Regions from separate parts of the Columba livia genome. Here region 1 is linked to region 2. Evidence: chromatin contacts called from public Hi-C data. All regions are on one chromosome and are shown on one strand. The core of a region is the stretch at or near the end of the contact, and the rest is flanking DNA. Distances in the headings are between cores, read along the strand shown. Region 1 overlaps LHX9 (LIM homeobox 9). Region 2 overlaps DENND1B (DENN domain containing 1B).

Region 1 (6,364 bases), core at 2,450-4,949, 200 kb before region 2:
ACGGTTTGCTTTTTATTGCCAAGAATTCTTCAAGTAAATTCTTCATGTTTTTTTACACACATACATATATATATAATGAAATAAAGTAAACAGCACTTTGACCAACAGCTGTGTAAAATATTTTCCTAGGGAAATCTTCTTCACCATCTCATTTCTATATCCTGTGGGCTGTAAGTCAACACAGTTTCCCTCAAAATACATATTAATTCTATGATATAAGAGGTAATATAGAGAAAGCCTTGAATGTTCTAAGTACTTTTGAATAGTTTCTTCCATTTTTCACATTAATTCCAGACAGCTCACAAGTACGAATGGCTTTTACCTCATAACATTTTGAGTTATTTATTGTTGTGTTTCCACTTTACAACTGGGAAGCTGAGAAACAGAAATTAAACTACTAAACAAAACACAGAATAGAAAAGTTGTTATAGATCCAGCAGCAGAATCTGATTTTCCATTCTGTCCCTGTACTCAGCACCCTTAATACAAAATGTGCACTCAAACCTGAGCCAGGTACTGCCAGATCGCTTGCAAATATGCATATTTTTATGCTCAGCTTGGTGAAGTTTTTAGCCTCAATCAGAGTTATTGCACTGGTTTATTGTTACAAGTCTGATTCGTTTTCCATAATGGCTTACCATATCGATGGGCACACCCTAGATCATCCGTGTTTTGGTGGAATATCGCTTTGGTTTACTGGGGTTTGTGGTCCTCGTCAAACATTGAGTGGCAGGAATAAACTTTTGATACAACTTGGAAGCCGCCTGCTTAGAGGCGGAGTGCTGTGCGCCGGCTTAGGTGTGCTTTAGTGATAGACGGGTCAGGGCTGCCCCTCGGGGCTCCTGCTCCAGCCGGGAAGACACCGGGGAGCCCGGGCCGGGAGGGGAGAACCGCGCCGCTCCGGGCATCCCCGCCGCTCCGCAGGCCCGAGCGCGGTGCCGGGCAGGTTGCGGCGGGGCTGCCGGCGGGTCCGCCGTGCAAGAGGGCAGCGAATGCCCCGGAGAAAGGTCCCGAGTGCGGACTGGGGGGTGCGTTATGGGCTCCTACCCGCATCTCGCTTCTCCCTCTGAAGGCGGCAGTCATGTATCCTACATTTAATTTTCTGTGGACTGGTTGCCCTTTGTAAATGATTACGTGCAAGACAAATTACTGAATCACAGGGCAAGGAACGAAAAATGGGTGTAGGAAAGTAGCTGCCAATTATATAGAGATTTTTTTTTTCTTTCGAGTAGCGATTTCATCTACTGCAACTCATTTCGTAACTCTTAGAGATTCGTTTTCCTCCCCCTGGATCTTGAGCGCAGTGGGCCAACGGGCTGGAGTCGTTCGCACCGGATGCACAGTTTGGCTGCAAACTGTATTTTCTCGAGACCATGTGTCAACCCCGGTCATTGCTAGATAATACTTTCTAAAAAATCACCAGTCCTAACAGAACAAATTTCTCAACCATCTAGACTGAGTCCAAAACAACAGATTAGAGAGGCGCGCGCTTTTTTTCCTTTGTTTTTTTTTTTCCCCCCTTCCCTCTCCGTTGCCCGGGGAATTCTGTGAGATCTCAGGGAAGTGAGACGTGGTGCCTTTTAATCTCGTTTGGAGTCAGCGATACATCTATGTCCCTTCGTTGTGAAGAATGAGAGTTTTAAGACTAACACACAAAAACTATTACTGAGTTCGCGAATAATGTCTCTCTTGAATCTTGACCCTAAGTTTCAGGGGTGTTTTGTCATATCCACAAGTCTTCATCTCTCCCTCATTTCGGGTCCTAACTCTAACGGTAAATTGTCCCTAGAAATGGTTACATTTAGGGATCTGGGGACCTGGGGTGTTGGTGTGCGGATCAGAGACACCGAAGGGCGGGCGTACGGGAAATCCGCCCTTGGAAGCGGGACTGAAAGAATCCTGGCTGCGCTACAGGTTCCCTTTTCTTTAGCAGCTTTCAGGATTGATTGGAAACCGTTCCGTAGCCAGGGATTCCAATGTCATCTTCAATTAACAAGGAACAATTAGCGCAGTGATTACCCTGGCTCCAAGATCTACGCATCAGAGGAGATGAAATAGCCTCGCACAGCTCCCCGGTTCCCAGCGAGAGCCCGTTTCCCAAGCAGCCCCGGAGGAGGTGCCGGGGGGGATGAAGGGGTTTGCGGGGGCGGGGGAGGATCGCTTGTGAATCGCGGTGTCGGGGGGTTGAACTTGGGGTGGGGGAAAGAGAGTTCCGGGCCGAAATCTGTGCACTTTCATCGACCCGCGTCTGTTGGAAGGGGAGGCCCTGACCCCTCTCCCGGCTCCCCGGCGGGACGAGCACTGGCAGCTCCGCCCGGAGCCCCCTGCTGCCTGCCAGGCCGGAACGGCTCCCCGCTTCACGGGGAAACACCTTGCACCGCTCCTGCTTCCCACACCCTTCTTTCCTCCTGGCCGTCCACGCTAAAATAACTTTTAGAGTCGGTAACTTTTAATTCGGGTTTAGCCTGCTTCCGTCTTCCTTCTAATGAAATGCCACCTGAACTGCTTGACCGTACCTGAACGTCCCTTACCTCTGGCCCCTAACATTGTAATTTTAGGCATGCTTTGGGTACTTAAGTGACTGGACTTAGGGGAAGAAATTTAATAGAGAGTAACACTTGTTCCTTTCCTGCTGTTGAGAGAGCAGAAACCATTATCCTGAATTACATTTGATAGGGTTTAGTTACAGAGAACAACATTTATTCGTTGACCTCTTGTACAGTTTGGTCGTTTATATGCCAGTAAACCAGGATTATTTAGCCTAAAGTATTAATTACTACAAATTAAATAGCTATATCGAGTTATGTGGATACTGCATTAGCATTGTAGGAGCCATATACTATAATTTTTATTCTTTTTTTTTTTCCTGATCTGTTTGGGTACTTCTAATTTGAAGTCTAACTGGTGAATTGCTTTTTGCTAATAAAACACAAATAATGATAACAGTATCTCTGAGATTACTATAGAGAAAGAACACTATGGTTTTGGAGTTGGGTGGTTTTTTGGTTTTTTTTTGGTCTTTATCCTGGGAAGTGACTAAGTTTGGGTGTTTGACATTAATAGGCAAAGACAGCCTTTGAGGAAGGCTGCTGTTAGCTTTCCTGCAAACGCTCCAGCCCTCAGAGCGCTGTTTGTTTGATTTTCCAATGGTTAAGCAAGATTTGGCCTGGCTGAGCTATGCACTGCCTAGCTGAGGGGCAGCCCGAGAACGCTCTTTTCGGAGGAGCGGGTAGGAGGTTCAGCGTGTGTTTCCCACCTGAGTTGTAGTTGACGATGTCCACTCCCAAGGCAGGGCTTTTTCTTTTCCTAGGCCTCCCCTTCTGCACGGTGCCAGTGCCGTTGAAGTAAGGCAGGGCCAGCCCTCCGCTCTTGGCAGCCAGCTCGGTGTAGCTCAGCTGAGGGGGATATTCTCCTTGCAAAAGGGACTCGAAGTGGGCCCTGCAGTACACCAGGTTGTCCTTCATGCCAAAGTGATCGCCCGTGGTCAGAGTCTTGTTGCAGGTGGTGCAGGTGAAGCAGCTCAGGTGATAAACCGACTCCCTGGCTCTCATGACCATTTCAGAGGCTGAGATCCCAAGGTGGCAGCGGGCACATCTCTGCACGGAGAACCTTCTGAAGGAAACAGGAAAGTGGGCATCAACTAGAAAAGTAAAGGAAGACCTTACCCCAGTGCCGCCCACCTCCTCTCCCCACCAGGGTCGTGCCCTTCCCGGCCCTAGGACGGCCCTTCTTGCCGGCGGTGGCCCCCGGCCCGCCGAGCGTCGGTGCTCCGGCTTGTCGGGAACACCACCGGGGATCCAGCACCACGGCCCCGCGATAAACGCCTTTCACTGTCTGCCAGGCTGACCTGTTAGCTTAGGTCTTCTGCAAAAGCCCTCCCGCTGCTGCTGAGCATAAAGAACTGCGGACCGGGGGTCAATCAGTCCTCGCTCTCTTGCCATTCGTGTACAGGCGAGAAGGGCCGCGGGGAGCTGAACGCCGGGAAAGCCGATACGCACGGACCGAGTGCCCGGGCCCGGCCGCCTGGCACCGCGGGGCTGGGCAGGGGCGGTGGGCTCCGCCGCGGCTCCCGCCCCTCCCGCCGCGCCAGCCCCGGGGCCCGGCCCGCGGAAACACCGGCAAGCTACGGGCAGAGGTAAACTTTGTCAGGTCTTAACGCTGGTATTTACGGAGGGAAACCGCAGAGCAGCGGGAGACACGAGGTCTTCTCCTTCGCCTGTTTGTGTTCCACCACACATATTCAATCGGCGTGTCCCCTTGTCGATCCCCTCGGTTTTTAAACGTTCGAGACTTTTCGGAGGGGACACGTTTACAGGATTAAGGAATCTCTGACTGCGAAAAACTACCTTTGAAAGCCTATGTGGAGAATAGACCGTTTCAGTTCATAATGCCTTGTAAGGGGGTGTGCTTTTGAACCCATAGGGACAGATTGCTGTACCTGTAGTAATCCTCCTTGCAGTAAATACTGCCGTCCTTGGCAAAGCAGGTGAGTTCTGACTCCAAAGCCAGTTTACATTCACAGCATTTAAGACACCTGAGGTGCCATTGTTTGTCAACTGCCAGCAGGTAATATCTGTCTGAGATCTTCCCTCCACAACCAGCACACAAAGCAGGCTTCTCGGGGCTCATTGGGGGCATGTTCTGCAAAACAACCACACCACAAGGGGATGAGAGAGGGAGAGAAAGACAGGCAGGCAGGCAGGCAGGCCGGGCTGGGGACGGGGGACTGCGCAGGGCCCGGAGCTTGCACAAAGAGACGGCTCCCTGGGACCAAACTTCTGCTCCCGGCGGGAAGTTTGAGGGGCAACGGGGACCATTCCCGCTAGGAAAGTATTTACCGCCATTCAGCTTTCGTGTTTAGCCCATTAAAGCTCTCCTAACGATCTAATGTTATTTAAATAGGTGAATGCAACTGATTAGGCCTCAGTGAGTAAAGCGGAGCCCATTCTTTTCTGAGGTCCCGAAGCTGAAGTCTGGAGCTTCCCCGTTACTTTGGCGGTTTAATCTTAGAGCACTCCACAAGAAAGGCATTTTGAAGTGGGAAAATACCTTTTTGCTGCACCAAAAGTTTATGACGGAGAGTGCAGGCTTGCACCGATTTTCCGGTGAATTTTCACCCGTGCTTAAAACAGCCCAAACCCCATCTCTAAAGAAAACCAGGCCATTTAAAACAGAAGTAAGAGAAAGGAGACAGGTGAATGGTGTAAAAAGCAGTGAACACGAACGGTCACCACCCTTGCCAGGGCTGTGGACAGAAAGGTGGCACAGGCTGGTTTCAGCTAAAACTCGCATCTTTTCAGCAGCAAACTTCTGCAAGTTCCCACTAATCTTCTCCCCACGAGGAGTGTCGCTCGGGACAAAGGGCGATGGAGGGACGGCGGAGACAAAAGCTCTGCCCCGAAACTTGGGGCAGCGTTTGCCGATAAACTAGCCGGGGAAAAAAAATCCCGAACGTTTTGTCCTAAAGCCGTAACTGTTTTAAAGTGGCAGCTTCGCATTCACTTTCCAATCTGAAGTTGTGTTTCTCGCCCCCTTTTTTGCAGAAGTTGAAAAGGCGAGTTGAATTTACATTGCAAATCCTCATATAACAAAGCGTGAGTTTATTTAGGAGAAGGGGGGAAGGACCCTATGGCTCAAAGCCTTAAAGCAGTTTTCCAGGCCGTTACTTTGTGTGCAGAGCCTTGTGCGCGATCGGCGGAAGCCCTAGAAGTTGGAGAAAGGGAGATCTCGCTTCGCACAAAACACAGCGTGACACTCGGTTTCTCCGCCATCCGTTAGCACATTTACGAAGATTTTGGTCCTTTGACTAAGAAAAAAAGAGATACTACTGCTAAGCCAAGTAGTCGGAGGGCATAACATTAAGAGAGAGCGGTGCCTCTTTGTATCATTCTCACACTTCAGACCAAAAATGGTTACGAAAAGTAAGCGGTCGCGGTTTGCGGTTTAATTTAGGAGGTGCCAGGAGTGCAAAAAAGTAAATTACACCTCAGAAACTTCAGCTGCAGCCCTGCTCTGACGGGGCAGAACGGCCGCAGCGAGCCAAGCAGGGGCGAAGGGCTGCTTTGCTGTGAGGACTGAAAAACTGGCCCTGTTACCATTTAAAATATTTCCCCCCGTCACTCCAGAGAGCACACGCAACGACATGGATTAGACAAATGTATATCTGAGCCTGACCAGCAGAGCACCCAGCCTTACGGGTGGCTTTACAGGGAGCCTCGGAAGGGTTTCTACAAGCAAGGGGTGGCAGGGAAGGGGCAGGGGCAAGCAGCGTCTTTCTCCTCCCCAAAGCCAGGGTCTGTCCGCTGTGGGTCCATGCTTGCAGGGATTCCCTTTCAAAGAGTGCCAGCTCCTCTCTTACCGTTTC
Region 2 (6,302 bases), core at 2,033-4,532:
AAGCATGTTCCTTTTTCTGCATTTGTGTATATGGACAGTCACTAGTTTTTCTTTTGTGATATGCGTCCCCCTTGTCATCTTGCTCCTCCTTCTACTGTGACCCCCTCAACCCTCCATTCCATCATTGCCATTCCCTCTAATCATTGAGTAAACCTAGGACATTAATAACCATCAAAAAGGGAAGATAAGTGATATTTTTATTTCTTAGTTTTCATAAATGGAAATTCTACCTGGTGAGTCTGATTCTTAAAATCATCCACAAAAAAAACTCCATAAAGAATACTTGTTTCTTAAAGAGCTGCTCACTTTAATTGCTGCAAGTAGCACTGAAAATCTCCACATCCTGTTTTAAAAGACACTTCTGCTTGTTGCCAATTAGAGGGAAGCCCGGCTGCTTTTGGATGGCGTGTTCTTTGCAGCTTGGATGATGTGTGGCGTGGTGCCACAGTTTGTCAGCTGAAAATGGCCATTTTTGCTATGAATAGCATGTGTGCCATGGAGAAGGGCGGGCGAGATCCGGCTGTGTGGAGATGGTCTCTGCCCGTGGGCAGCGTGGGGGCCGGCTCTGCTGCGGCGGGGCAGGAGGTGGTACAGGCTTCCTGAGGGAAAAACCGTCTGTGATTCTTCAGAGAAAACGGAAATTTTTTTGCTGTTTTGGGGAAAAACACAACTATTTCTGAAAAATATTTGCAGAAGTGTGATTAATCCTTAAAAATCGAAAGCAGTGTTACAGAATTCTCAAGTATTAGCTGTGTTCAGGAGTGCGGCATACTTAAAGGTGGGAAGCTTAGAGTTTGTTAATTTTTCACCACACTAATTCAGAACATAATTATAATGTGCTATAAGTGACTAAGTATCTCAACAAATATCATCCTTACTTACAGTAAATCCTACCTCAGCATGGATATTAATGTTCCCTTTAACTTTGCAGAAGTCAGTGGAGATTTCTTGTTGCGTTACAGCTTATGTGTCAGCTCAGAGTGTTGTGCCCATACTCTTCTGTACGCATTTCTGGTTGTTTGTGTCTCTAAACAGATTTTTGGGTATTTCCTGCTCTTGCATGCATTTTATTGTCACAGAAAAGGATTTCTTTCTGTGACTACAAACCTGCCTTTTTGTGGATCTCTGTTTCCCCATCATTTTAATTAAGAGTATCTCAGAATTTATGATAGTTTCGTCTCATGGCGTACAGCCATGGATGTTTCCAACCACTTCATGTTCTTTCAAATGTATCATCTATATGTCTAAATTTGTTAAAGCAGATACGCTTTCTATCCAAGGAAGGATGAAGGGTGTTTTTATTTAATCTTAATAGCATTTAAATTATCTTAGTCATGTGTTATAATAATAATTTAAAAAAATTAAAAGCAAATGTGGCATATTAGATAATATCTATTTTATCCAGGACAACTTTTCTGATATCAGAGCATTATTTTTGTGAGGCATCATTAACTTGTGTTGCTTTCTGTGAGTAAAATCACACAACTAATTTTTCGAAGGGATCATTTCCAGAAATTAATCCAGAATTATTGCTTGCATCTATCCTGATCTGGTGTCCATGTAGCTAATTGGTATCTCTATCTAGTACTCCTTTAAGCTTGTGGTGGGTTGTACCATGTCCCAGAAAAAAAAAAGGACATTGAAGAACAGAAAGTTAAGAAACTGCCTTTTTTTAATCTTTGTACTTTCCCTCTTCCTCCATCAGTCTCAGCTCTTCTGGAGTCTAATATGAAGTATTTTTCCTGTGATTCCATTTTCCATTGCTTTAGGTTGCAGTCTTTAACTGGAAAGGAACGCAACAGGTTGTGCTTAACTAGAAAGTTTGATTGAGAGATCTTGTACTTCCCTACTGGAGGTAAAGCTACATTTACATCTGTGATTGGGTTGTAGAGGAGAATAGGTAAAATAAAATACTGTATCATAAATAATATCAGACTTGTATTTATTTTGCTTTCTCCTACTGATTGAATAATCTTCAATTTTTTAAGAAAAAGGAAACAATACTTCATAGATTTAAACCATAGTAGGTATTTTTCCTTTCCCGAAACTTTATATGTGTTGATGTATTGAGTAGCTGGTAAATGTGAAATTATGTATGTACTGCCATTTATCAAAATATTATTTGTTTCTCACTTTGAGGACAATTAATAGCAGCAGCTGTGTTAAACTTCCTGCCTTAGTATCGATCACTAAACACTCATTCCGGAAATGGTGCTTCTGAAAGGTCTAGCATTAAATAAAAGGCTGACATTTCAAAGATTGACTTTCATGCCCAATCAAGAATGTAACCATCTTACATTTAAATCCCTTAGCATTCATGTATTTTGGCTACATTTTCATGCCAAAGCAGTACATTTTGTGTGGCTACCAGCAAGCAGAAGAGAAAAGTTTGAGGACTTATTATCACTTTGTTCAGTTCTACCCCAGTTTATACAGTCAGAACCTTTTTCTGGTTTCAGTGAACAGCATTTACCGCAGCTGCATAGGTAGCAGAGCATTTCATTTGCCAGCCTGGACACCTTCCTGTGTAACCTCATCTAGGTGTTCCTGCTCCGGCAGGGAGATTGGACAAGATGATCTTTCGAGATCCCTTCCAGTCCCTGACATTCTGTGATTCTGTGATTCCATGATTTGGCAGCATGAGATTTTGAAATGGGATGAAAACCAAAGAGGATGCATATGATGTATACAAAAAGGATGTATATCCTTTTTGGTCCAGCCGCAGTTGTTCCTTTGCTGTACTTTACGCACAGGCTTGATGGTTCAACAGTAGCTTGTGGAGAGTGAGAGATCGTTGTGCTTAAGTGTGTTGAACCTCTTATGTTCTGAGCAGGATGGGAGATGGATTCTTGAGATGCAGTGTGCCTGATGGTGAGAAAAATGTGAAATAGCAAAAGAATCCTTCTTCATGTTTTGGTATGAAGTAGATATGTGAAATAATAGATTAATTATGTGAGCAGAACTAGTTGGAAGAAGCAAAACAAACAATTGAGTAATTTAAGTTTGTTGCTTCATTTTATAGAAAAAAACATGACAGCAGTCTATTAAGACTTTATAAAGTTCTGGTGCAGCAAGAAAGGAGTGTTACCATACCATTTCTTGCAGCAATAAATTTAAATGGTCTGGTTGTTATTAGAATGCTGATCAGGAAGGAAACAGAAGTCTGTCCTTTTTTCATAAAAAGGTTACACACTTCAAAATGCAGAAAAGACAGAAATTAAAAGCTTAAATAACTGCAAACAGCAGGGTACGTCAGTAATGGAAGGACTTCTTAAATGACTTTGACAGCTTGTGCAGGTGCACATACTATGTCACTTTGCCTAGTGGAGCATTGAAAACGATTTATGGTTCTCCTTTTGGAATTTATTAAGAGTTTCTTTCTTTCTTTTTCTTTCTTTGCAAAGTAGTCTGGGCATACCCCTCCCTTGCAGTCGTTTTTATTACAGCTCCTAGAGGAAAGTCACCTATTCAAAAACATGTGTTGCTTGTTGTCTCCGTGGCAAGCTCACAGAGCTGTAAACTCTGGAGAATGTTGTTATTTACAGCCAGATACTTTCCTTCCCCTTTTGCTTTTTTTGTCTTTGGATGTAAATCCCGTTTTGGTTGATTTAGTTCTTGAAAGTCTTCCTGTATAATTTTGTAGCCCTAAGCATTTAAATTGGTAACAAAAATATTATTTCAAAAAGAGATTCTGACCATCAGGAACTAGTAAGTTTTGGGTTTTGGGGGAGTTTGTCAACACATGTTCTGTTATATTCTGTTAGATGGTGTTATTCTTGCTTTCTCTAACACCCTTGCATAACACTGTTTGTAGATGCTCTGAGGGGCCACTGCTGTGCCTGTGGTGTTCGCTGATTCTAATTAATTTTATTCAGTTCCTACTTCTCATGCACAACCTTTCTATTCTTCCTTTTCCTTTTTTCGTTTCACTTTTTTCCCTTTTTTTATTTTCTTTTCTTTGTTTCTTGATTTTCTTTTTTTGATACTTGCCATCTTTGCTCTTTGAAACATTATTTATTATTTCGACAAATCAGTGAGTGTTACCTTGTGGGATTTTATTCCGTTGACAGTTGATCTGTTTACAGGCAAGGTAGTGTTGCATTTGGGTTTGTTATCTGAAACTTCTGAGCATTTTGAAAGAATCTACTTTCCTGCAAAATTTTGTCTTTACATTAGTCGTAGTAAATGTGATGGCAGCATCTAATTCTGATGCAAATTTGAAGAAAGTGAGACAGAGACAGGGTTTTGCTCTCCAAGAGTCAGTTCCAGGGGTAGAGCTTTAATTATAATACAGTGAATGTTGTGGCAGAATTTTCTTGGGGAAGTAGTGAATTCTGGTGTTATAGAAACCAAGTATTTTAATTGTCCTAGTGAAGATAAATACTTAAAGCAGCAGCAGTGACTGTAGTTGTGGCAGTAATCAGTAAGATAACCAATTAACAATATCAGTTAAGACAGAGTCATTAACTTCCCTTCAGTTACAAGCAGGGATATTACAACACTGATGGGAATGACACAAAGAACTTACAAAACCAGTAAGAGTTAGAAAAATCAATTGTTTGTCTCTCATGTGCTTATTGTGAAGCTTAGTTTGGGTTCTTTCAGAGTTTTTAACAGTCTAATAATTCTTTTGTTTTCTATCAACTGTTAACTTGGATTAACACATTAAGAACCACATGTTTCCTCTTTGTGGAAGAAGAACTATAGAAAGTATTATCAAAACTTGCTGCTTTAATTTGATTGTCTCTTGTTGAACAAGAACAAATCTATCAGACTATAAAGAGTGAACATTGAGACATTCCTGACAATAATGGGGGGAAAAAGTTACAGAGAGTATCCTGGTATGTGTAGAACAGTGACAACATCTGTAATAGGTGATGTACTGAAATCCTCATGTCACAAGTTTTCCAAGCTCCTTGTAGTCTGAAAGTCAGGCCATATTTCTTCTCCACCAGGGGAAGGTTGTTGTATGTTTAGGCGTTTGGTGAACTGCATGATGAGATGGGGACAGTAGCACTTCCTTTTGCTTGCATATGATTTTCTTTAAAGTTAGCTAACGCTGTTTTCCCTTTGCACAAATTCTATCCATATGTCTTTAAATTTTGGCCAGTTTTCCAAGGGTCAGAATCTCTTCAGTGGATTGATTGCCTTTATAGTTCATCTTTGCAGGTTTTTGATGTGAAACAAGTGTAAGAGATGCACAGGCCTTAAGAAAGTCATTTGTGAAACACAAGTGACTAAAATTCCTGACTTAAATGTTCTGGTCAAGATAGAGATGTTTTTTCAAGTATTGTAGAAGTCTTTAGCCTGTTCTGTTTGCTAAATAATAAGGTGATATAACAGGTTACTGAATACGCAGTATGGTAGAGTGTGAATTTACAGCTGCTCTACACAAGTTCCCCATGGGATGCTCTGAGTATATGCTAACTGTGAGTTAACTGTAATGTACACTAAATTATCCTGCAGAAAGGCGTTCTTAGTGCACACTTTTTGAGCTGTTGTACTACTTACTCTGCGTTTCTGTTTAACACCCTAACATCAATATAGTTATGTAAAGAGATTCCTGACTTTATTTGTGTTTGCTACTTCAGTAGTCCGTTTTTCTTCATGCACAGTAGACTACATCAACCAAAACTAGACAGATATTTCTGAAAGTAATAACCCACAGTGTTTTTGTGATATACTTGTAAGAAGGTGTAGGCAGTAGACTTGAGTGATGCTTTTCCTCCAATAGCCAGTCTTCTGCTAATCAAGGCTTTGTATAAATAATAAGGAAGTCCAGGCTTTGCATAAATAATAAGGCTCTCCATAGGCCGTGAAGATAAAATTGTTTTTTTGCTCTGTAATTGGTGATGCTTGAGGACTTCATGTCCTCTTATAACAACCTTTAGAAGACTTATCAATATGTGTTTTCCCTCATCAAGTGCTCAGGAAGTCTTAGTGAGTAAAGTGCAGCTAGTCTCCAAATAAGTAATGCTGAAATAGAAAAAAATAGACAAAAATAATAATGTTACTTTTCTATCTTCCAGACTCGTTTCAACCAGCATCTCAGTAACCAGGATTTTGCTTTGGATGAAGACGATGATGATGAAATGGAGAGAACAAGCAAGTAAGAAGCCTGTTGGGACATGTTTATGGAGAAAGTATCGGAGAAAGTTTAACTGGTGTTATTTGGCAAAGTGGACTTCAAGAGACTAATTTTTCTCCTGTCCGGGCTGCTACCTTGATTCTTGATCTGCATGATGTTAAGCAGTTTAGGATTAAATCTGCTTATAAAAAGAGGGACAGACTATTATATCCTT

The links. Hi-C and Micro-C count contacts between places; a contact is called where the count stands out from the background.
Region 1: a contact with region 2 is called in a Hi-C map of liver, with 2.2 times the contacts expected there. The contact joins two enhancer-like sites. A contact is called at or near these places in 2 of 2 Hi-C or Micro-C datasets (crop and liver).

What each region holds. Positions count from the first base shown.
Region 1 is chr8:18,697,551-18,703,914 of bColLiv1.pat.W.v2, reverse strand. LHX9 (LIM homeobox 9) reads right to left here. Exons shown (of 6, transcript XM_065072360.1): 2 at 6,359-6,364; 3 at 4,439-4,641; 4 at 3,257-3,612. Among named protein-coding and RNA genes, the nearest start is that of LHX9, 9.0 kb to the right of the region's middle. Within about 2 kb of position 3,699, at least 2 of the 3 cell types and tissues checked have an H3K27ac peak away from gene starts, as active enhancers do.
Region 2 is chr8:18,498,786-18,505,087 of bColLiv1.pat.W.v2, reverse strand. DENND1B (DENN domain containing 1B) reads left to right here. Exons shown (of 22, transcript XM_065072352.1): 20 at 6,030-6,109. Among named protein-coding and RNA genes, the nearest start is that of CRB1, 130 kb to the right of the region's middle. Within about 2 kb of position 3,282, at least 2 of the 3 cell types and tissues checked have an H3K27ac peak away from gene starts, as active enhancers do.